2 separate regions of the Zea mays genome follow, and region 1 is linked to region 2. The links are chromatin contacts, called in public Hi-C maps. All regions are on one chromosome and are shown on one strand. Each heading gives the region's core, a stretch centred on a gene start, on an enhancer-like site or on the middle of the called end of the contact. The rest is flanking DNA. Distances are from core to core; before and after follow the strand shown. Region 1 overlaps LOC103626874. Region 2 holds the start of LOC100284233 (26S protease regulatory subunit 6B-like protein).

Region 1 (4,899 bases), core at 94-2,593, 300 kb before region 2:
ACGCTATTTATGGTATTTGAAATTTGTATTTGTGATTTTTTATTTAACAAATATTCATACCAGTAGCAGCGTACTGACGAGAAATATGACTCAAAAACAAAGAAAAAGAGATGGATAATAAGTATGAGAACAACAATCCGGCTAGTAGTTAATTAGCTAATTTAGCTAACAACTTATTAGTTAGCTAACAATTAGCTATAGATGTTTAGAATAGGACCTGAGAGGCTAAGAAAATCCATTAGTCGTGGTATGACAAAAGCAAAACTAGAGAAGCAATAAATTTATATTGCATATTCACGTGATATTATCCTTCCATTCTAAGAAGGAATCAAATAGGAATTCATTTCTGTACCGTATAAAACACCAGTTTTGACTATTTGATCGTCCACGAGCGTCACATGCTTAAATTGTAAAAAAAAAATTATATATTCGAACCGTGGTGATTGACTCTAAACCCACGTTCAGATCTACATTACAAACAAAATATATGTGTCATTGTATTTTATATTCTATACTCAAAAATAAATAAAAACCGTAACAATATATAGTATAACTAATTTTTTATCTTTCGTCCCATGTACAATATACTATGATCTGCTATATTTGGGGCTTGCGACAGGGTATTTGTGAGTTTGTGCAATATTTTGTGATTCTACTTTTCTCTAATACTATATCTAATACTATATCTGTTCTCGAATAGTTATCGTCTGCTAGTTCATTTTTAAACTAAAACGCGACAAATAAAAAAGAACGGAGGGAGTATATTAAATATAAGTACATTAAGAATTGTAACAGAAAGTAATATGGTGCGTGGTGCAAATGTGATTTACTGGCATTACCAAAAGTGTTGGATATTGGCTTGCTCACTTAAATAAAGTAAGGTAGAAACAGGCTAGAGAAGTAAGCGTAAAAATAGTATAACAGAAGAATTCTAGCTGTCACCACTTAAATATTTTCGTTCCATATGTTTATTCTCACATGCTAGCCTTTCTCCACGAGATCCCTAAAGAAAACACCGTAATAACAGAAGAATTCTAGCTGTCACCGAGTACCTTGTGGTTAATCTGCTGCCCGCCACGCGAGCTTGAAATTTAACCCCATGGGCGTCGTTCACCCGGCCAATTAATCCACCCATCCATCCAGCCAGCCAGGCGCATTATTGATGGATCGATTTCTAAAGAGGCGCATGGACGAGCCATTCGCTACGAACTGTAGATACCCACCCCACCATTATTGTGAGCAAGTTGCTCTCTTCTCTTCTCTCTGGCTCTCCAATGCTGCTCCGCAGTAGCACTAGTATCGATTAAAAAAGTGATCTGCGTCTACATGTACCCCCATTAATAAACTAGTAGTAGTAGACGCCTAGCAAGTGATTAGCGCAGTTGTACTCTAGCGCGTGTCCTGAGCATCTGCCCCGACAGCGGCTCCACCGTCGACGTACGCACATAATATATCGTGCGCGCACGCGTACGTCCGCCGTAGCACCGACGCCGCAGCGACTGACCGTCGCGATCGTCGGCATGAACCAAAGGCGTTCTTAATCAGCTATATTTAGACAACAGATTAGTATTTTTCTTTTGTATACTGGTTTCTCTATTTAGAATAAAAATAATTGTTTCACTGTGGCATTGGGCGTCGCTTGGACTGAGCGTAAGCAGTGAAGCCGGTCCCTTGGGTAGGGGACTGAGGTTGACATCCACTGCACGCACTGGGACCGACTCCCCCTCACCTCACCAGCACTGTGCTTTCGCAGAGAAAGACGGTTGCATTGGGGGGGGCCCTAGCCCACCATCTTCCGTCTACTAGAACGAGAGCGAAAGAAACGTACAGCAAAGCAAAAGCCCCTCAGCGAGGGAAAAAGAGAAGACAAGCGGTGGGATCGGCATCCATATATCAGGTGTTCCTCCCTTTCTCGGCACGGCGGCAAGAACGAGCCTCCCCTCCCTCCTCAGTCCTCACGCAGCAACAAGACGCAGCTCGGCGACGGCGAGCGAGCTGAACAACATGGACGTGGCACCGTACGTCCGCGTCCCGATTAATTCGGTCTGATTACGATCTGGCACATGGAATCAGTCAGTCAGTCAGTCACAGCCTTGGCTGGCTGGCTGGCTTTGTACTGACACGGCCTTCCTTTTCTCCCCCCCTGCTCTGGCCTACTACATCGTAGGAACACACCTAAAAACAGGGGAGGCTGGAATGGATCGCTTTGATCTTTCAAATCGTTTGCTGCACACTCGCTTCCCATGCACTACTGTGGCTGTGGGTCTCGCTCTCTCGTCTTTCACGGACAGGGATTGATGTACGCACGCACGCACTCCCTGCTGCTTACACACTCGCAGGGTCGTCCATCCAATACAAGAAGAAGAAGAAGAAAAAATACTCGCCCGTGTATCTATTTGCATTGCTGGCGTGGAAAAGGCGCGCGAATTGCGCGGATCATTAGTCCAAGATGAGGAGGAAAAAAAAAGCGGCTCGGACCCAACGAGGAGAGAGAAACGGCAAGCCAGCAGAGCTTTATCTGCCTGTCTCAAGGACTCAATAAAGCATCATATTCTCAACTACTACGCAACATGTGTACAAAAATATAGTACACCAAGTTGCAAAAGGCCACTCGCTCGGGGGAAAAAAGGCACAATACACCTATTCCTGCAGCAGTCGTCGTACCGCTAAACACTTTAACAACTCCTCTCTCTCTCTCTCTGTCAGTCAGTCTCCTCCCCTTCCTCCACACACACACAGGCACACAGCTCTCTCCTCCAGCAAGCAGCAGTGCCGGCCGGCTGACTGACACTGGAGCGAAAAGGGAAGAAAAAAAACAGCAAGGACGAGACGCGATGCACACACACAGGCACAGCACAGCAGCAGCCAGCAGCAGCAGTCAGCACGACCGCTTTACTGAGCACCGCCGGACGCATTACCCCGAATAATTACACCCTCTACGACGACGCCTAATAAAGTTCAAATGGTAATGATCCGTCAGGTAAACATGTGCTTGGGCAGAGACTCAGAGGGGAGGGATCATCAAATGATACGGGCCACGCCCCATGTGTGTACTACAACAGCCTGTACCCCCGCAGGCTTTTTCGCTCATCCTTCAGTCCTCCCTCCCTAATGGACCTTGTCCTTGTTGCCCCGTCGTTTGAATTGATTTGACGCCTTTAGGGTTTAAGGCAGCAGCTAAGCTTACCTTACCATGAGCTACTGCTTTGTGACAAGGCAGTAGCCGATAGCAGTGGCACGATACACGCCTGCGAAGAAAAATGAAAAGAGTCACCAGTCACCACCGCCAGGAGAGAGAGCCCACAGGCACGCATACTGCTACACCCTAGTGTAGTAGTATACGAGAGAGAAGAAAAGAAAAAGCGAATGATTGTCCTGATGGTGACGGGCGGCATGGGGATGGGGGAAGAAAGGAAGCCTACAATGGCAGAGATTGGCATGCCTCCTCCGACCACGGCTTTTCTCTCTTCCAGCCTCCGTCCGGTGCAATCATGGGCGGTGCAGCGACGCCGGGGGGGCGGGCAGATAGACGCAGAAGAGGTGACGGCGAGGACGACGGCGATCATCATCAACCCACATGATGATGCCGTCCTTGCCAGCAGTCCAGTACCCGCGCCGCTCAGCCTCAGCCTCAGCCTACCCTGGTGAAAAAAAAGAAGTAAATGGTGGTATGGGTAGTAGGATTCAGACTTTCAGAGGTGAGTGAAAGAAAAGATAAAAAACCATGGAGGGAAAAGGAACTGTTCTTGGCCAACGTAGTTGCAGTTTCAAGCTACGATTGGCTCGCGGATGCTGCCAGCCAAGGCTCCAATGATGCACACCGGAAACAGGAATGTGCAAGTACTCCGAAACATATAAATTACCATTAATAACGGTCAGAGAGCAACGTTTTTATCCTAGTAACCAAAAAAATAAAAAATCACCCTTCTGTTCTTACAAGTATACTGGTAATAACAAGAGCAACGTGCTACTAACAAATGTGTCCAGAAATATAAAGACACAGACAGCACATAGTTTTTATTGCAACCCGAATTTCTACCATTCACAGCTGCACATCAACATTTATTTGCATAATAAGGACCAAAAACGGTTCTGTATTCCTTCTCATTCCGCACCATCACCGATTACAAACACATCGACAAGAAACGCTCGAGTTAATCTCTGCAACCTCAATGGCCCGTAGTAGGACACACATGTGGAAAAATACAGTCATTCGCTAACCAAACCTGATGAGCAAGGACAATGCATAGCTCCATCTCATGCCCAACTCCCCACCCCACCAAAATCTAGAGTGAGGAAGCAAGAATTAACAATATGGGCAAAAATGGAGAAACTCTAGAAGCCAGACAAAGAGTAGGGTGGCAAAAAAAAATTCCTAACAATTCCTAAGGGATCAAATTCTACAAAATGCTAGTGGGGGAAAAAAAGAAGGAATAATAAACAATTAACCAGGGATACTTGTTACACTGATTAGGGTTCCACAGTGCCAGGTACATCATCATCATCCCCTTCAGCGAGTAACTCTGCATCCTTGTCTTCATCGCTGGAGAAGTCTCTCCTCTCTAGCTTCGAATTTGCCGCGACAAAGACCAACCGGTGCGCTCGATCATTGCCGCTTGCCATGGTCCCAGGTGCACAGAGCCAGCGCACCATTGACGGTGTACACCTGAAACCCCGGGAGGTTGCATGGAGGAAGATGAGCCGCACAGCTACCTTGCCGAGCGACTTGAGCTCACTCAGGCATGTCTCCCATACGAGCCTGCTGCTCTGCTTATTGGCGACCTTCATCCTCCCTGTGGACGGGTCAGGCTGCCTCACCTGCACGGCTTGTGCATACAACGGGTCCAGCCCATCCGACCGCCATTTCATCAGCTCCATCAGAACTAGGTGTGCCTCTTC
Region 2 (4,595 bases), core at 823-3,322:
GTGTTAGGCTCTGAATTCTCAAAGACACAAGAATTCCTGTGCTTCCATATCTCACAGGCTGTTAAAATGATAAGGGAATTCAGCTATGGCCTCCTTTCTTTTGGTACTAGCTTAGTAGCTTGACCACCTTCTTCCACCACTCAGGAAAGGAAGTTTCAGCAATGTTGGGTGCCAGCTCTGGCATCTTTATAGCCTGGAAATATTAAACCAGAGTTGCCTGGAGAAAACACAACCCACTAACAGGTGCTGAATATTCTCATCCTCTTGATCACAAAGGGGACAGGCATTGGGATGGGGCAGCCCTCTTTTAGCCAGATTGTCTGCAGTCCAACATCGTTTTTTAAAACACCAACCAAATGAAGAATCTGCAGCGCAGGGGCACCCAACTTTTCCAAATCTTTTTCCATGGGGCATAACGAATTGATCCCATGAAGAAGGCCAAATAGGCTGACTTGCTGCTATAATCCCCTGATTGTGTTAGTTCCCACCTGAAAGTGTCAGGGTTTTCAGGCTGTAAAATAACTCCTTCCACCTGGTCCCATATCATAAGATACTCTTGTAAGACTTGGACAGTTAAGGCCCCTTTTATATCTGATATCCATCTCCTGTTGTTCAGTGCCTCAGCAACTGTTCTCTTGTTTACGGTTCTTTTGCCAATAGTTGTGATCAGATGGGGTGCTAGTTCAGCAATGCATGACCCTTGCTTATACAAGTCAGAACAGCATGTGTTCTTGTGTCCAATGACAGTATGCTGTCAAATTCTAGTACATACTCCATATGTCCCTTTTTAAGTATAGATATGGTATTTTGCTAGTCAAACTTTCTCAATCTCAAGTTTGACAAGGTTTATAGAAAAATATTAGCATCAATTGTATCTCCAAATAAGTTTATTTTGAAAAAAGATTCAACAATCTATCTAATGATAATAATTTGTATGTTTGACTTCTTGGGAAGTGGGAACAACAGTTAAAAATGGATGTAGGGTGTATTGATGCTGTGTCCCTTATATACATATATAAGGGCCACAAGTCATACAGGTGTGTGCAATAATGTGTATTCAGCTGCATAAATGGACACCAATTGCTAGTAATGATAGGAAAAGATGCAGCCTTTTGTAGGTTGTAAAGAATAGATTTCGCCTATTTGTATACCATAATAAGGAAGACGTTCAGTGCAATCAATAACATCGACAGATATGGGAGCCTGCCAAATGAAGAAGCAGAACCCTACACCAAATGGAAGCATTCTAAGGCCCAACCTGAATGCTATATAATTTATAAGGACATTATGATTCGGGATAACAACGTAACGACACAATAATTTATCATCAGATCCATAATAAGAAATCAAATTAACCAATGACTTCATGCGGATCTGGCAAATTCAAGGATAAACTTACGTTGTAGGTGACGTTGGGCTTCTCCGACGATCCCAGCAAGGAGATGCTGGAGTCGGCCTCGGGCGGCAGCACGTCGACTAAAGCGTTGGAGTGACGATGCAACGCGACAGATGCTGACGGCTTGAGCAGCTCGCGGTTGATGGTGCTGAGGATCCGCACATAGTAGTTGCTGCCCGTAGTAGAACCCACGATGCCGTTGTTGCCGTCGACCATCTCCATAAACTGGCCGATGACGAGCGGTACGGACTGGATCCGCTTGACCTCCTCCTGCGCACGGAGGAGTTCGCGCTTGAGGTTCTTCTGTTCGTCTTTAACGTACTCCTCCTGGATCTCGACGAACTCCATGTGGCGCTGGAGCGACTTGAGGCGGCCATAGAGGTCGTCCTCTTCCTCGACCGACGCGGCCACGGAGGCGGAGATCGTGGAGGAGGCCGGGTACGACGGAGGCGGCGCCATCGGGGTGGCCACCGCAGGGGTTGGGGCGGTTGTGGCGGCCGACATCGAGAAGGCCGAGGTTAGGGTTTCGACTTGGGTTCGATTTTGGGGATCGGGGAGGAGTTGGATTCGAAGAAGAGCCGCAGAGGCTTGGTTAGGTTTGCTTGCAGAAGGGGGAAGCGTGAACGTGGCCGTGATGTATACATACGCATGTGGCTGAGCATTCATACGTGCCAATAACACAAGTACCTCGTTTGGATATATATATATATATTAGAGCATCTACAAAAGACTATTCATTTTTTCTCTCTATTTGACTATCTATTTACGTTTTCATAAAGATTACACTATATATATAGCATCTCAGTCCAACAGACTATATATTTAGTTTGGTAGTCAGGTGGCTAGCCAAATTTAGCTAGTGAGAGAGCCAATTTACAGAGTCAGATAGCTTACGAGTCAGATAGCTAGTCTGTTGGAAATTTAATTTACTATTGAGTAACTAAAATTTGGCTTAGCGAGTCATCTAGCTAGTCTCTTGAAGATGCTCTTAGAGCATAGAATTGCAAAATTGAAATCAGTTTTTCTAAATTCTGTTGTTTAGACACAAATACCTCATTTGGATATATATATATTAGAGCACAGAATTGCAAAATTGAAATCAGTTTTCCTAAATTTTGTTGTTTGATTGTACGTAAAATTAAGATTTGAAATTGGAGGTCCAATTTCCTAGAATTAAACTATATAAACTCATTCTCCCACTACAAAGCCTCATTATTGCGTAGAATTAGACCGCACAATTGCAAACTACAATTTAGTGATATCCAAACAATAGAATTGAAATTACATCTCATTTTAATACTAAGTCTGATTTAGTATTTAACCCGATTCAATTCCATTCTCTCCAATATCGATATTCAAACGGAGCAAGAAGGCTTTGGAATGGAGGGGATTTTAAGTAATAAATAAGTCGTATCATTGCTCCTAAATAGTTCCAAACCGATTTAAGTTCTCGTTGTTATGCTATCTACAATGTTGTGCATGAAAACTTCAGCTAATTGTTGAAGTTTGTGGATCTTTTGGTCTACCCTTTGTTCCTTGTCATTTCCGTGGTGCTGTTATCTCGCATATGAGGCTCGAGAGTGGGACCTATTTATAGTGCTGAAAAATATTTCACACAACCTATATTCTAAAAATCTTTCGACTCATGTACGGTACCATCAACCACGATCAGATAGGCCAGTTACATGAGTTTAAAATATATTAGTCCCTAGCACACATGGGTGAGTTATGTGTCATAATTAGACCGTGTAAATATGAGATTTATTCCAGTCTAATTATGTGGGGTCGACAACTCGTTGAGCTGATCCTACAAAACAAAACCCAGCTATTCCGTTGTGCTGTACCCGGGTTAAAAATGTATGTATGTATATAACAAATATTCATATATAACAAATATTTCAGTAGAATTAATCTCGTTATTCCTCTACTGTGTTCCAGCACAAACGTCCTCACCGCCTTAAGTACAAAATTACTTGGTGGGGCGTTTAGATCCCTTTATTTTAGAGAAATTGAAATTTAATCAATAAAGTAACTTATTTAGTTTCAAATTTGACATTTCACTAATTTCCAAAGTTCAGATATAAATCTATCTAAAATACATGGGGTGGAGAATAGGAAATGATTTTATGCATTAGTAGAATTTGCTTCTACTCAGTGACTTAAATGTATTCTTCGTCTTACTTCTCTATAGTAAAAATGTAGCACATAAATATTTTCGACATCTTGCTAATAATAATATACAAATATATTTTGTATAAAACTGAATTAGCTTAATTGATATATACTAAAATTACTATTATTAGAATGGAATTCAATTCCAATGATTCAAACGGGGTGTGAGTTAAATTCTGCATCAATAATTCCCTGTCGCTTGTACTTCCATATTGAATTGAATAAAGAATAACCATAATGTATAAAAATGAATGTTGACAGGCACACACATATATATAAATCCAACATCTCCCACTTGGCTGAAACATTTCATTCAGTAACATGAAGTCCCATATTTCTAATATGCTTCAAAAATAGTTCCTAACTAAGGGATGTTTGAATGCACTAGAGCTAATAGTTAGTTGCCTAAAAATTACTAGTGGAATTAGCTAACTAACAAATAACAATCTAACTATTAGCTGATTTGCTAAAAGTAGGTTGTTTAGATGCCTCTAACTAAATTTAGCAGCTAATTATAGATCTAATGCATTCAAACATCTATTAGGCTTTTTTTTGATACTTTAGTATTGATCAATCCACGTGTGTTGAGGTGGATTGAGATGTAAATTAGATTAAGTTACACTCCAATCTACCTCAATACATGTAGATTGTGCGTAATACTAGAGTATCCAAACTAGACTCTAAATGGCCTAGTCAGTGGATCATCAACCATACTAGTGCTAGGCAAATAAACCATATAAATAGACTTAAGTATATATATTACATCACGAATATAATGAAACCTTCCCTCAATATGTTTAATTTTACTATGAAATTTAGCATCTTTGGAGACCTTGATCGCCGCCATGTTATCACAAAAATTAGTGACGGGTAATAGGTAATGATGGGCTTTCCACGACCTTCACGGCTAGTTTGGGAGCCACAAAATCGTAGGAGAGTAGAGGGACTAAATTTCCCTTCTTATTTAATTTTAAATAAGAAAAGGAATTTAGTTTCTCCAATTCACTCTGGTTTTCTCGCTCCCAAA

Evidence for each region. Hi-C and Micro-C count contacts between places; a contact is called where the count stands out from the background.
Region 1: a contact with region 2 is called in a Hi-C map of bundle sheath, with 2.6 times the contacts expected there. The contact joins the enhancer-like site here to the promoter of LOC100284233 in region 2. A contact is called at or near these places in 2 of 25 Hi-C or Micro-C datasets (bundle sheath and leaf).

Annotation. Positions count from the first base shown.
Region 1 is chr5:128,806,250-128,811,148 of Zm-B73-REFERENCE-NAM-5.0, reverse strand. It overlaps LOC103626874, which reads right to left. Exons shown (of 1, transcript XM_008647228.2): 1 at 4,062-4,899. The coding sequence ends at 4,471. Among protein-coding and RNA genes, the nearest start is that of LOC103626874, 5.0 kb to the right of the region's middle. Within about 2 kb of position 1,343, at least 19 of the 20 cell types and tissues checked have an H3K27ac peak or open chromatin away from gene starts, as enhancers often do. A contact at or near this core is called in bundle sheath and leaf, where this site is marked.
Region 2 is chr5:128,509,553-128,514,147 of Zm-B73-REFERENCE-NAM-5.0, reverse strand. LOC100284233 (26S protease regulatory subunit 6B-like protein) reads right to left here and starts at 2,072. Exons shown (of 6, transcript NM_001157128.2): 1 at 1,400-2,072. The coding sequence starts at 1,900.